Linked DNA regions of Triticum aestivum: region 2 is linked to region 1. A link is a contact called in public Hi-C data. All regions are on one chromosome and are shown on one strand. Each heading gives the region's core, a stretch centred on a gene start, on an enhancer-like site or on the middle of the called end of the contact. The rest is flanking DNA. Distances are from core to core; before and after follow the strand shown. Region 1 holds the start of LOC123061813 (AP2/ERF and B3 domain-containing protein Os01g0693400). Region 2 holds the start of LOC123061814 (serine/arginine-rich-splicing factor SR34).

What was found. A called contact is a pair of places that touch in the nucleus more often than the background predicts.
Region 2: a Hi-C map of leaf shows a contact between it and region 1, with 3 times the contacts expected there. The contact joins the promoter of LOC123061814 here to the promoter of LOC123061813 in region 1. A contact is called at or near these places in 2 of 5 Hi-C or Micro-C datasets (both in leaf) and 1 of 1 datasets of contacts at active chromatin or transcription factors (leaf).

Annotation. Positions count from the first base shown.
Region 1 is chr3A:493,651,733-493,657,354 of IWGSC CS RefSeq v2.1, reverse strand. It overlaps LOC123061813 (AP2/ERF and B3 domain-containing protein Os01g0693400), which reads left to right and starts at 2,922. Exons shown (of 1, transcript XM_044485088.1): 1 at 2,922-4,388. The coding sequence starts at 3,031. The coding sequence ends at 4,158.
Region 2 is chr3A:493,872,829-493,878,450 of IWGSC CS RefSeq v2.1, reverse strand. It overlaps LOC123061814 (serine/arginine-rich-splicing factor SR34), which reads left to right and starts at 2,471. Exons shown (of 14, transcript XM_044485090.1): 1 at 2,471-2,640; 2 at 3,436-3,527; 3 at 3,759-3,824; 4 at 3,981-4,055; 5 at 4,141-4,246; 6 at 4,332-4,378; 7 at 4,494-4,551; 8 at 4,732-4,781; 9 at 4,957-5,013; 10 at 5,120-5,193; 11 at 5,271-5,306. The coding sequence starts at 3,441.

The sequences.
Region 1 (5,622 bases), core at 1,673-4,172:
CACGTAGAAGATAACACATAGCCGAGCAATCCGTGGATGGGAGAGCTTCACATCCCACACAAGGAAAACAAAGTCAGTCAACCCTTACCCAACAGGTCAACACTACTACTATTCTCCACGTAATTAAATCCGTTCCATTCCATTCCATGGGATATTTTTCTCCAGGACAATGACCCGATGAACCTGAGCAACCCAACCACACAGCCAATGAGAAGAGCCTTCTTCTACCCATAGTCTTCCCATTTTCTAGCGTGACTAGCTGCCCGAAACTTGGCAGCAGGCACGCCATGCATTCCAAGTTTCAGCTGTCAACCGTGAAAAACACGCAGAGATCAAAGTCTCCGGCAGAGAAAAAACACCAATTACACACGTCGCGGTTCCCATTTCTTCCCGTCTATACACTACCAGTAGTGCGTATACTCAATTTCCCCCACACGGCTTGGCTACAGTAGATGCCATAGCTGCACAAGCAATGCACGTGGAATTCCCCGAGCCGTGACCGCGGGCGAGCGTCGCCGTTGCAAATTCGCAATTGCTCCACTGTTTCGTAGCCCGCCCACTTGCACGGCGAGCTCGGCCACATCGAACAGATCTGACCGGATTTACCGAGCACGGCGCACCCAGGAAAACTCCACAGCCCACTTGCCGGCCGGTGAAGCAGCTTTGCGTGCCGTGCGCCGACTTATCACCACCGTTGTAGCACAAAACATTATCCTGGAGGCAGCGGCTTAATAACTTGGCTAGTTGTTTTCTGTATGTATGATTAAGCCAACGGAGTGTGCCCAGTGTGTTATCTACAAGTGCTGGACTTTTCTGTCCGGTCGATCCGGATCATGTCCCTGTCACGTATGGACGGACAATTGCATGAGTAGTTTCTTGTTTGTACCGTACCCAGTACCCTTCCGCGGCTAAGATCAACTCCCTGTGGATGGTGAAGTTGTAGATGACCGGCCGCCTCCAAAAACTTCCAGAAATAGGGTCCTCTCCTCGCTAGTCCACGTCACACTGCGACAAGCCAGCACACAGCATCCATCTATCCATCTATATCTATCTGAAAACACGCATAGCATAAGCCCAATCCACTTGCGTGAGCAACAATAATTCCGCCACAAACCTCATCTGAAAAAAGGGACACTCCAAAGCAAAGCCATATAGAAAGGAGAAGGCATCCGGCGTGACATGGCAAACAGCTGCGCCCATGGGGCGGCCAGCTCACATCATCCGCAACAAGAACCATCTTTTCCATCCGTAGACCATGCTACGATCTACCTAGAGTGGGACCATCCCTCCCTCCCTCCCTCCCGCGCCGCCACCCGCGAGGCGGCCGGGGAGGGCGCCCCGATCTCCTCCGCTCGGCCCCCTCTCCCTCCCTACTCCCCTCGCCGCCGCTGGAGGGCGTGGCCGGGCGAAGCCCGGTCTGCGCAGGCGGCGGCGGGGCCTCCTTCGTCCCCTCGCGCGGGTGGTCAGGCGCGGGCCAGATCCGCCGGGCCTGGGCGCCGGACTGGTTGACGGGTGCGGCGGCACGGCGTGCTGCGGAGTGGTCGAGCTCCTGGCGGCGGTGCGGCGGGAGTCATGGTGGTGGTCCTCGCCTCTTGGCGCGCGGGGCTGCTCCGGGGCGGCGGCGCGGGCATGTCCTGTGGGCGCGGCCTCGGCCTCCCCTGCTTGGCCGGCGGGTCTCGGTGGGGGGGGGGGGGGCTCCTCCCTACTGAGATCTGGCTTGCGGGATCTTCCAGATCCCGGCAAGGATGGCGGCGACCCGTGCACGAGAGATGGAGGTCTTCGATCAGATCCGGGTGAAAACCTGCTATTGGCTATTGCCAAGGCCGGCGATGGCGACGCTGTCTGCGTCGTTCCCTTCCTGAAGGCATCGTCGTGGAGATGTTCAAGGCCACTCTCTGCTACCTCCGGGGGAAACCCTAGATCAGTAGATCGGATGGCGGCGGCTCTCTGGTGTCGTCTTCCCCCCCTGGGGGCGTCATTCTTGGAGGTGCACACGGGCTCGAGGGACTAGAGGACGGCGACGTTGGTGGAGCGGTGCTTCATCTTTCACATTGATGATGGCGGATCTCGGCGGCATGGTGCTGTGGAGACTCGGCGTCTGATGCGCGGAGATGGACTCGTGCAGGAGGAGGAAGCTGTCTGGCGTCATGGGGACGTCGATGGCAGACTGGCCAGACAAGGTAGAAGCCTCAATTTGATCTGAAGACGGACCTGTGGAAGATGGCGGCGACGACACACGAGTGCGTCTGACCGGATTGCGCCTCAGACCCAGTATGTGGCTCGGCTGGGGTTACCGAATGAGTTTCGGTTTCCGGCTTTTGATGTTAGGCTTAGGTGAGTGGTTTGGGTAGTGGCCCAGCTAGCACCCCCTCATCATATTGGATAGGAGTAGCGGCACATGTTGCCAAGATGGTGGATTCAGACACATTGTTGTAATACTTTGTATGGTTATCGAGAATAATCAATAAAGTGGCCGTATGCATCTCCCAGATGCAGAGGCCGGGGGTCATCCTCCTTTTCTAAAAAAACGATCTACCTAGAGTATCCATCTACCTTCATCATCTAGGCATAGATGGATAGCCCTTGAGCCAACCCATGAGCTGATGAGTGACCCACACCAAGGCCAGCCCATCGGCGAGCCACGCTCTGACCACGTATCTATGTCTCAGCCCACGGGGGTGACGTCAATGCATTAGCCCTACACAGCGGCAGCATTTTTATATGGTTTGCATTCACCGAAAAGCGAGGGAAAAAATTGGAATTAAAAACAGCAGAGCAAAATACAGGTAGCAAACCACGGGAAGAGCCACGCGGAGCATGGTATGGGCATGGCAGCGGCAGCGTCCCACCCATGCCATACACGACACCCACTCTGCCGCTGGGATCTCTCCTTCCTTCCTATAAATCCCCCCGCGCGCGCTCCCCTCAGCGTCCTACAATTGATACTACCACCCATCATAGCATCAGTTACCAACAGAAGAGACAGCCATACTCCACAGCTAGTGCCGCCAGTGTCGCGCCGTTACTGAAATGGACAGCACCAGCTGCCTCGCCGACGACACCAGCAGCGGCGGCGCCGCCTCCACGGACAAGCTCAAGGCGCTGGCCGCCGCCGCGGCGGCGGCCGCGGCGGGGCCGCTCGAGCGCATGGGCAGCGGCGCCAGCGCGGTGCTCGACGCGGCCGAGCCGGGCTCCGAGGCCGACTCCGGCGGCCGCGCGGCGCCGGCGGGGAAGCTGCCGTCGTCCAGGTTCAAGGGCGTGGTGCCGCAGCCCAACGGGCGCTGGGGCGCGCAGATCTACGAGCGGCACCAGCGCGTGTGGCTCGGCACCTTCGCGGGGGAGGCCGACGCCGCGCGCGCCTACGACGTGGCCGCGCAGCGCTTCCGCGGCCGCGACGCGGTCACCAACTTCCGCCCGCTCGCCGACGCCGACCCCGACGCCGCCGCCGAGCTCCGCTTCCTCGCCGCGCGCTCCAAGGCCGAGGTCGTCGACATGCTGCGCAAGCACACTTACTTCGACGAGCTCGCCCAGAGCAAGCGCGCCTTCGCCGCCTCGGCCGCGCTCTCCGCGCCCACCACCTCGCACGGCCACGCCTCGCCTCCCACCCCGGCCGCCGCGCGCGAGCACCTGTTCGACAAGACGGTCACGCCCAGCGACGTGGGCAAGCTGAACCGGCTGGTGATACCGAAGCAGCACGCGGAGAAGCACTTCCCGCTGCAGCTCCCGGCCGCGGGCGGCGAGAGCAAGGGCCTGCTCCTCAACTTCGAGGACGCCGCCGGCAAGGTGTGGCGGTTCCGCTACTCGTACTGGAACAGCAGCCAGAGCTACGTGCTCACCAAGGGCTGGAGCCGCTTCGTCAAGGAGAAGGGCCTCGGCGCCGGAGACGTCGTCGGGTTCTACCGCGCCGCCGCCGGCAGCACCGGCGAAGCCAGCAAGCTCTTCATTGACTGCAAGCAGCGGCCGAGCACCAACAGCCCCGCCCCCGCAGACCCCGTGGACCAGTCGCCGGCGCCCGTGCACAAGGCCGTGAGAATCTTCGGCGTCGACCTTCTGACGGCGCCGGCGTCGCCGGGGTGCAAGAGGGCCAGAGACATGGTGAAGCCGCCGGCTCCGACAGCGGCGTTGAAGAAGCAATGCATAGAGCTGGCGCTAGCGTAGGGTTGGAACCATTAGCTCGATCGATGCCTTGTCTCCAGCTAGCAGCGGCGGTTTTTGCTCGCGTAATTCAGGTGGTAGAGCTTAGCTTAATTAGTCCCTTGTTGGTAGTACCTATCATCAACTTTGTTTGTTTATTTGTCATGTTGTTGCATGCCCTGATGTAAATCTTATCCTCCCAAAAATGTATACTAATTCAGGAAGCCCTCGAAGGCTAGCTTTAGATCGTTCAACCGACGACATAATAATAACATTTTGAATGTAGCCTAGCTCATCAGTTTCCTTGTCAAAAACTGAAGCATATCCTATTTGGTAGTAGAAGTATCTAGATATTTGTCGTCCATTTTGACCTAGCTTCTTTTCTTGCGCCTTTTTATACACTTTTCTGTATTTTATATGCACACCCTGAGACGTGATGTGGTTGTTGTGTAGCTAAGCACACCAGGTGCATGCATGAGCCAAGTTTGGAAAGAGAAAGAGAAGTGGTGCAGTGCAGAGCCATTGTTATGGCCGCATGCACACGCTAGAGACATCTGCTGCTGTAGATGATATGATAAACTTATCTTATCAGCAGCAGAACAGAGCAGAAGAGCCGCCTTTTGCAGGGATGGATATATGCTCTGCTCGCCATCGTCAGTACGTAGAGAAGATGAAATACTCCGTACTAATAGATCTGAGGAAAACAAAAAAGAAATGCACCGTCCCTGTAACAAATGCCTTCTGTTCATCACGCCCGAAATTTGAATTCGGGCCGCAAGGCAAACGGTAACATGCAAAGGTGCATGTCACCTGATCTGTGTCATGGATAGCAACACAACACGTATCGTACAGGCGGTGGCCTGGCCCGGCCGCTGGCCCGGTGGGTGGTTGCTAGCTAATACTGTACTACTGAAATAGTAGCGCACGCAGAGCAACCAGTTGCACGCCTACTTGTTGGTTGTTTATTCATGCGCATGCAATGCAAGCCGTGATCCTTGACATGTGCAACACATTGCCGCCAATTTCGCAGTAGCTTTATGGGTTTTGCCAGCTTGTCGCTGTGACCCAGCCGCCGGCCTCCAGCCCAGGGTGAGGTAGATTTTGCGGCCGCGCTCATCTACTCATCGGTGCTGCGCGCGAGACGACGTGCAGCTCGCAGACACCATACGGACGGATCTTCGTGTCGGTCTGTCACGCGAGAAGCTACGGCACCCAACAGATCGTTTCGTCGGCTTTGACCGGCCCAAGGAAGGGAAGCCAGCGGCTGGTCGCCGGTGGAATCTTGGGGAATGGTAGGCTATGGCATGCGACCGGTGACCTACAGACAGCCTTCTTCGCTGTAGTAGTTTTCACCGTGTCCGCCATTGTAGAGGCTGGAGTACTCTGGAGGCCGAGGATTTTATGAATATGTTTAGCATTTGCTGCTCTGCAGTCCAGTCGGTACGCGCAGCTCTTTCACGCAGCTGTCGTGCGTCCAAATCGGCGGTA
Region 2 (5,622 bases), core at 1,222-3,721, 220 kb before region 1:
ACACCCATACATGTTCGGAAATGTGTGTACGCGGTACAATTTTATGAAAAAATGTCTTTTTGTTTTGCCTCAGCAAAAAACGCAAATTGCAGTGCTTCTAAATAGTGTCCCACGGCATATTTTTTGTCGTTTTTGCACAGGCCATAAAAGAGTTATTTTTCCGTGAAACTTTATGCACGCACATAGAACACTCGTGCAATTTTTTTCAGATTTTTTTAAATTTAGAAATGTGTTTTTTAAAATGGGTTTATCCGGATTCATCCATGCACTTCTCGGCACAAGAAATCTAACCTCTCCTCGCAAGATCGCTTTTTTTCCGGAAAGAAAGAAAACAAGCCAGATGACACGCTACTATAAAACTAAACACGAAGCATCACTTTTTTTGCAGGCAATAGTGAGAGCTTTATTCAAACAAAAGCATTCGCTGGATCGTCAGCCAGCAGGCTACTCACCAGGAAGCTAGGGGTCTCTTTCAGCCAACTTTCAGTCATACTCAGTGTGCAAGCACGCTTGGCACAGAGATGAGCTGGGTAGTTTGCTGACCGGATTACATGAAGAAAATCAACATAAGAAAAAGCAGTAGCTAGCTCTCCTATCTCATAAAACAACGGTGCCACAATCACGAAGGAGTTGTGACGATTCTTCCAGAGTTCCACGTCCTCCAGACAATCGGTTTCGATGATCACCTCCTGAAATCCTCTGAGGTTCGCAAAGCGCACGCCTTCCCGTACAGACATGGCTTCAGCTATAAGGGGGTCCGTGACACCCACAAGGGGTTTGCTCCATGCTCCCAAGAGGCGACCAACTGATCGTGCCACCCCCCCTGCTCCACCATTGCCGCCATCCAGATGAATTGCTGTGTCGGTGTTTATTTTGATGATCGTTCCATCAGGGGGCCGCCACCCATAACCTGGCAAGATTTTTAGGTCTGGCCGAAGTATATCCAAGATCGCTAGATCTTCTTTAATGCGTCTCACAGAAGTAGACGGGTCAAGTTTCTCCTGATCATGTGTGAGACGATTCCGAGAGTGCCAGATCGCCCACATCACTGTGACTATGATCGCTCGCTTCTTCTCTGAGAAAAGTTGGTCACATAAAATGTCATGAGACCAAGTGCTTGGGTGTAGCTTCGGTAGAGAGAAATCAAGTAACTGTTGAGCTTGCACCCAGAATTGCTTTGCATGCGAACAGTGAATGAGTGCGTGAGCTAAATCCTCATCCATGGCCATGCAGATTTTGCATCTTCCGAGCTCCTGAATATGGCGCTGCTTCAAGGTACATTCCACCGGAATAATGCCTCTCAAGACTCGCCAGTAGAAGTCCCGAACTTTAGGCATCACATTGAGTTTCCATAAGGCACGCCATAGCTCTGCGTTGTCAGTTGAAGACCCGATACCAGTCCCTTCTTCGAGAGCAAAACGCTCTTTTTTGTTCACTAGAGACCGGTACGCTGATTTGACTGTGTAGATGCCAGATTTTTCATGTGCCCATGCCATAAAATCATCACCACCCCCGGCACAAAGGTATGTTCAGAATAGCTTGTGCATCGGGGCTGATAAACAGCTCATGTACTAACTCCGTCTTCCATGTCTAGTTGTCAGTGTCGATCAGCTCACTAACCAACTGAACAAAAGCATTTTGAGGTCTCAGCATGGGAGTCATAGATACTGTCGAAGGAATCCATCGGTCCTCCCATATGGATATGGTTGAACCGGTGCCCACGCGTTTGATAAGGCCAGCATCGAGGGCCTCTCGACCGGCAACGATGGCTCGCCAAGTAGCAGATGCGGCTTTTGGTACTGTGGCGAGCTGAAACTCACAATCTGGGAAGTAACGGCCCTTCAAAACCCGAGCGCATAGAGTGTTGAGGTTAGTCATAAAGCGCTATCCGTGCTTCCCCAAAAGAGCTAGGTTGAACATGCGGAGATCACGAAAGCCCATTCCACCTTTGCATTTCGGTGTAGCTAGTTTATCCCATGATATCCAATGCATAGACCGCCCATCAATGGAACTGCTCAAAAGAACTTTGCCATACCTGATGTCAGAGTCTTACATACTTTCTTGATCAGGAGAAAACACGACATGCTGAAGGTAGGAATTGCTTGGATTACGGATTTTAGGAGCGCTTCTCTCGCAGCACAAGCTAGTAGCGCTCCGACCATCCCTGCATGTGCGCGCGCGCTCTTTCAACCATATAAACGAAAGTGTCACTGGTGATCTTGCCTGTTGCTGTGGGCAGGCCAAGATAGCGCTAGCCAAAAAACACGAAGCATCACTGTGGCCCCTAATCACTAAGGTGGTGGTGTACCACGAGTCAAACTGTGCCACGTGGTAAAAAATAGACACCTAATCTAGCCGTGTTTTTTTACGGGTATCTAGCCGTGTTTATCACTTTGTGAAATCACCGACTAAATTGCGCGCACCGGACAAGTCACCGTGAACGAATTTTACTCTTTTCTGTTGTTGAGAAAACCAATACGTACCTTTTGGCGTAGCGGCATTTCCACGCGGCGTCGCCTGCGGAGTCCCGAAGCTTCTCGACCCGCCGGCCTTACCTCTCTGCCCCGCAGCTACTTCAGCCGAAAACCTCGGAACATTTGTCCATCTTGATTGATTGATTTCTTCGATCGCCACCTGCCAGTTGAGTTCTCCGTCAGTTTCTCCCGTCTCCGCCGCGCTTGCCCCCGCCCGAATCTCTCGGCAGCTTTTCCCGTCGTTCTACAGGCGGTGGCAAGTTTTTTTCGCGATTAGAAATCCGCGGTTCGTCCTCCTTCCACCTCTGTTTTGTGCCGCAGGCACAGATAAAATTTGCACCTTTTGTGAATCGCGATGAGGGGCTGATTGTATCCAGCGTTTCTGTTCTGGAGTTCGTTTCATCTACGCCATGGAGCGTTACAGATACCGTGAAATCTTATTCTCGAGCAGAGAAAACCTTGGTAGTGCGTAGTGGCGTTCCAAGATTGGGCAAATTTCCCTCCGAATGGTGACCATTGAGATCGGTTTTGGCCTTTTGGGTATCATGCTCATGTGAGATTTGGATTAGGTTTTAACAAGGTGTTCTGTCCAACTGTCCAGAGTCTGTTGAACAATTCTGAAGTTTTTACTAGCACTAATTCCTGTAGTGAGAAGATAGACGACGGAAGCTGAGGTCGCACTCTGATTCTGATAGTTGTATTATCTATTCTGTAGTTAAATCGGCAAAATCTGGTAGACATATAATATTCTGGAAATACATGAGTATGAAATTTGTCTTCCTGCTTTCTTTCCTGTCAATTACTTAGGCGGCAATTTTATTTTCTTCTATTGCTATACCAGCTTGTGCTTCTAATGCTTATCTGCACCATTCTAGCTAGTAGTAGTATGTTTTGCATAAAAGAACATCTACATATTCATGTATAGGCTGTATGACCTTTATTTTATTTTATTTAACTGCAGAAACAATGGGCAGGCGCAACAGCTGCACCATTTATGTAGGCAATCTCCCTGGGGACATTCGTGAGAGGGAGGTTGAGGATCTCTTTTACAAGGTAAATATTCAATTTTGTGTAATGATTCTTGCACTAGCTTTTCTTGTGGCTTTGGCAATTATGTAAAGATAATTGGCTATAGCACAAACTGATGAAGTTCTTGACCATTTTTCAGTTTAACTTGTACATAGTAAGGAAACTAGTATGATATAGGTTGCACCTCATGTACATCGCATTGTAAGGAATTAAAACAGATTTATTCATGCCTTAATTTTGTGTATCATTATGCAGTATGGCTGTATTGTCGATATTGACTTGAAGATTCCTCCAAGGCCTCCTGGTTACGCTTTTGTTGAGGTCAGTATTCTGTCATGGTCATGTAGAGGTTTATACTCAGAATTCATGATAGAAGCCTCATTGTTCTTATTTTGGCATTAAACTTACTCTCTTAACTAAGTTTTCATTTCTTATATAACTAATTATTGGATGCTAACAAAGAATGATCTTCTTTAGTTTGAGGATCCCCGTGATGCTGATGATGCAATTTATGGCCGTGATGGGTATGACTTTGACGGCTGCAGGCTGCGGGTATGCATGTACTGCGTGTTGCCTTTTTTGGTTCAAAGCAAAGACTGCTTTCTTGTGCCTGTTGTTTGAGAAGTTCATCTCTCAGGTGGAATTAGCTCATGGTGGAAGAGCTCAATCTTACTCGTATGATCGCCCAAGCAGCTTTAGCAATGGACGCCGTGGAGGTGTTTCTAGGCGCTCTGAGTTCCGAGGTTTGTACTTCTGTCTTGTTAATGAGTTGATTGATATGTCCGGATGGGAATTCTCATTTTTCTTTTCTTGTTGTGAGCCACACAGTTATGGTTGATGGTTTACCTTCGTCAGCGTCATGGCAAGATCTCAAGGTACAGGAATTGTGCACAACTTCTGTTTATACATTTTGAGTTTGGTGTCCATTGAGTTTGGTTGACGATGTCTGTTCTTCTTTATTTACTTACATTGCTTAAGTTACTTATTCAGGACCATATGCGCCGGGCTGGCGATGTCTGTTTTTCTGATGTATACCGCGAGGGCGGAGGTTAGTGACAATGCTTCCAATTATATCGACATTATAGCAGTGTGCGCACTAGAAATTTGAGGAGCTAATTGCTCGGCTCAGCTGCCTGAATTGTAATTGCACTGTCCTTTGGAAATCAGAATCACGGTTTAGCATGATGCATTCCCTATTGATGACAATTGTATTTTGTTTGTGTTGCAGCAACCGTTGGAGTTGTGGATTATACAAACTACGATGACATGAAATATGCGGTAGGTTGTCATATCATCTCTACACTCCGCTTTTTTTTAGTGATAAAGTTCTTGTGAAACTATTCTCTATCATCGATTGCTGTTGGAGAGGATCTGCTAAGAGGGCACCTTGGGGATGTGTGGTTTGTTCTTGTTTTAGTTGGTATATACCTCTCTTATCACTGCAATTTTGCAGATTAGGAAGCTCGATGATACAGAGTTCAGAAATGCATTTTCAAGGGCATATATCAGGGTATGGGTTTACTTCTTTTTCACTGATAGTTCAACAGTAGTTAAGATGGCATCTGCATGTCCATTTGATTTTACACTAGCATGAATCTGTTGTTATTTTATTATAGGTGAGGCAGTATGATGCTAGATCAAGAAGCAGGAGCCGTAGCCTCTCTTACTTAAGAAGTCGCAGCTATAGCAGGTATCTTAAATTTCTTTCATTCGTATTTACACCAAGTTTCATGACAAGTACTTATATTTGAGTGCATTGTTCCTTAGATCTGTCTCTCGATCACCCTTACCTGTGGATGAAAGGTTTGTCATTCTGTATATATAAATAGCTGCAAGTTTTTCTGTTAGTAGTACCAGTGATTTCGCTTTTGGAAGAAATAGGAACAAATTTGATCTTGATATACAACGTGATACACCTGAAAGGATCGAATTACTTGAACTCCGTTTTTGCATGCATGTCATTTCTTTGGTTACAAAAACAGAAATAGGTCTTCGAATGGTTGTTTTGATGTACTACCTCTGTTTCTAAATATAAGATGTTTTGGCAGTTTAAATTGAAATGCCAAAACGACTTATATTTGGGAACAGAGAGGGTATCTCTGCTTCTCCTCAAGATTAT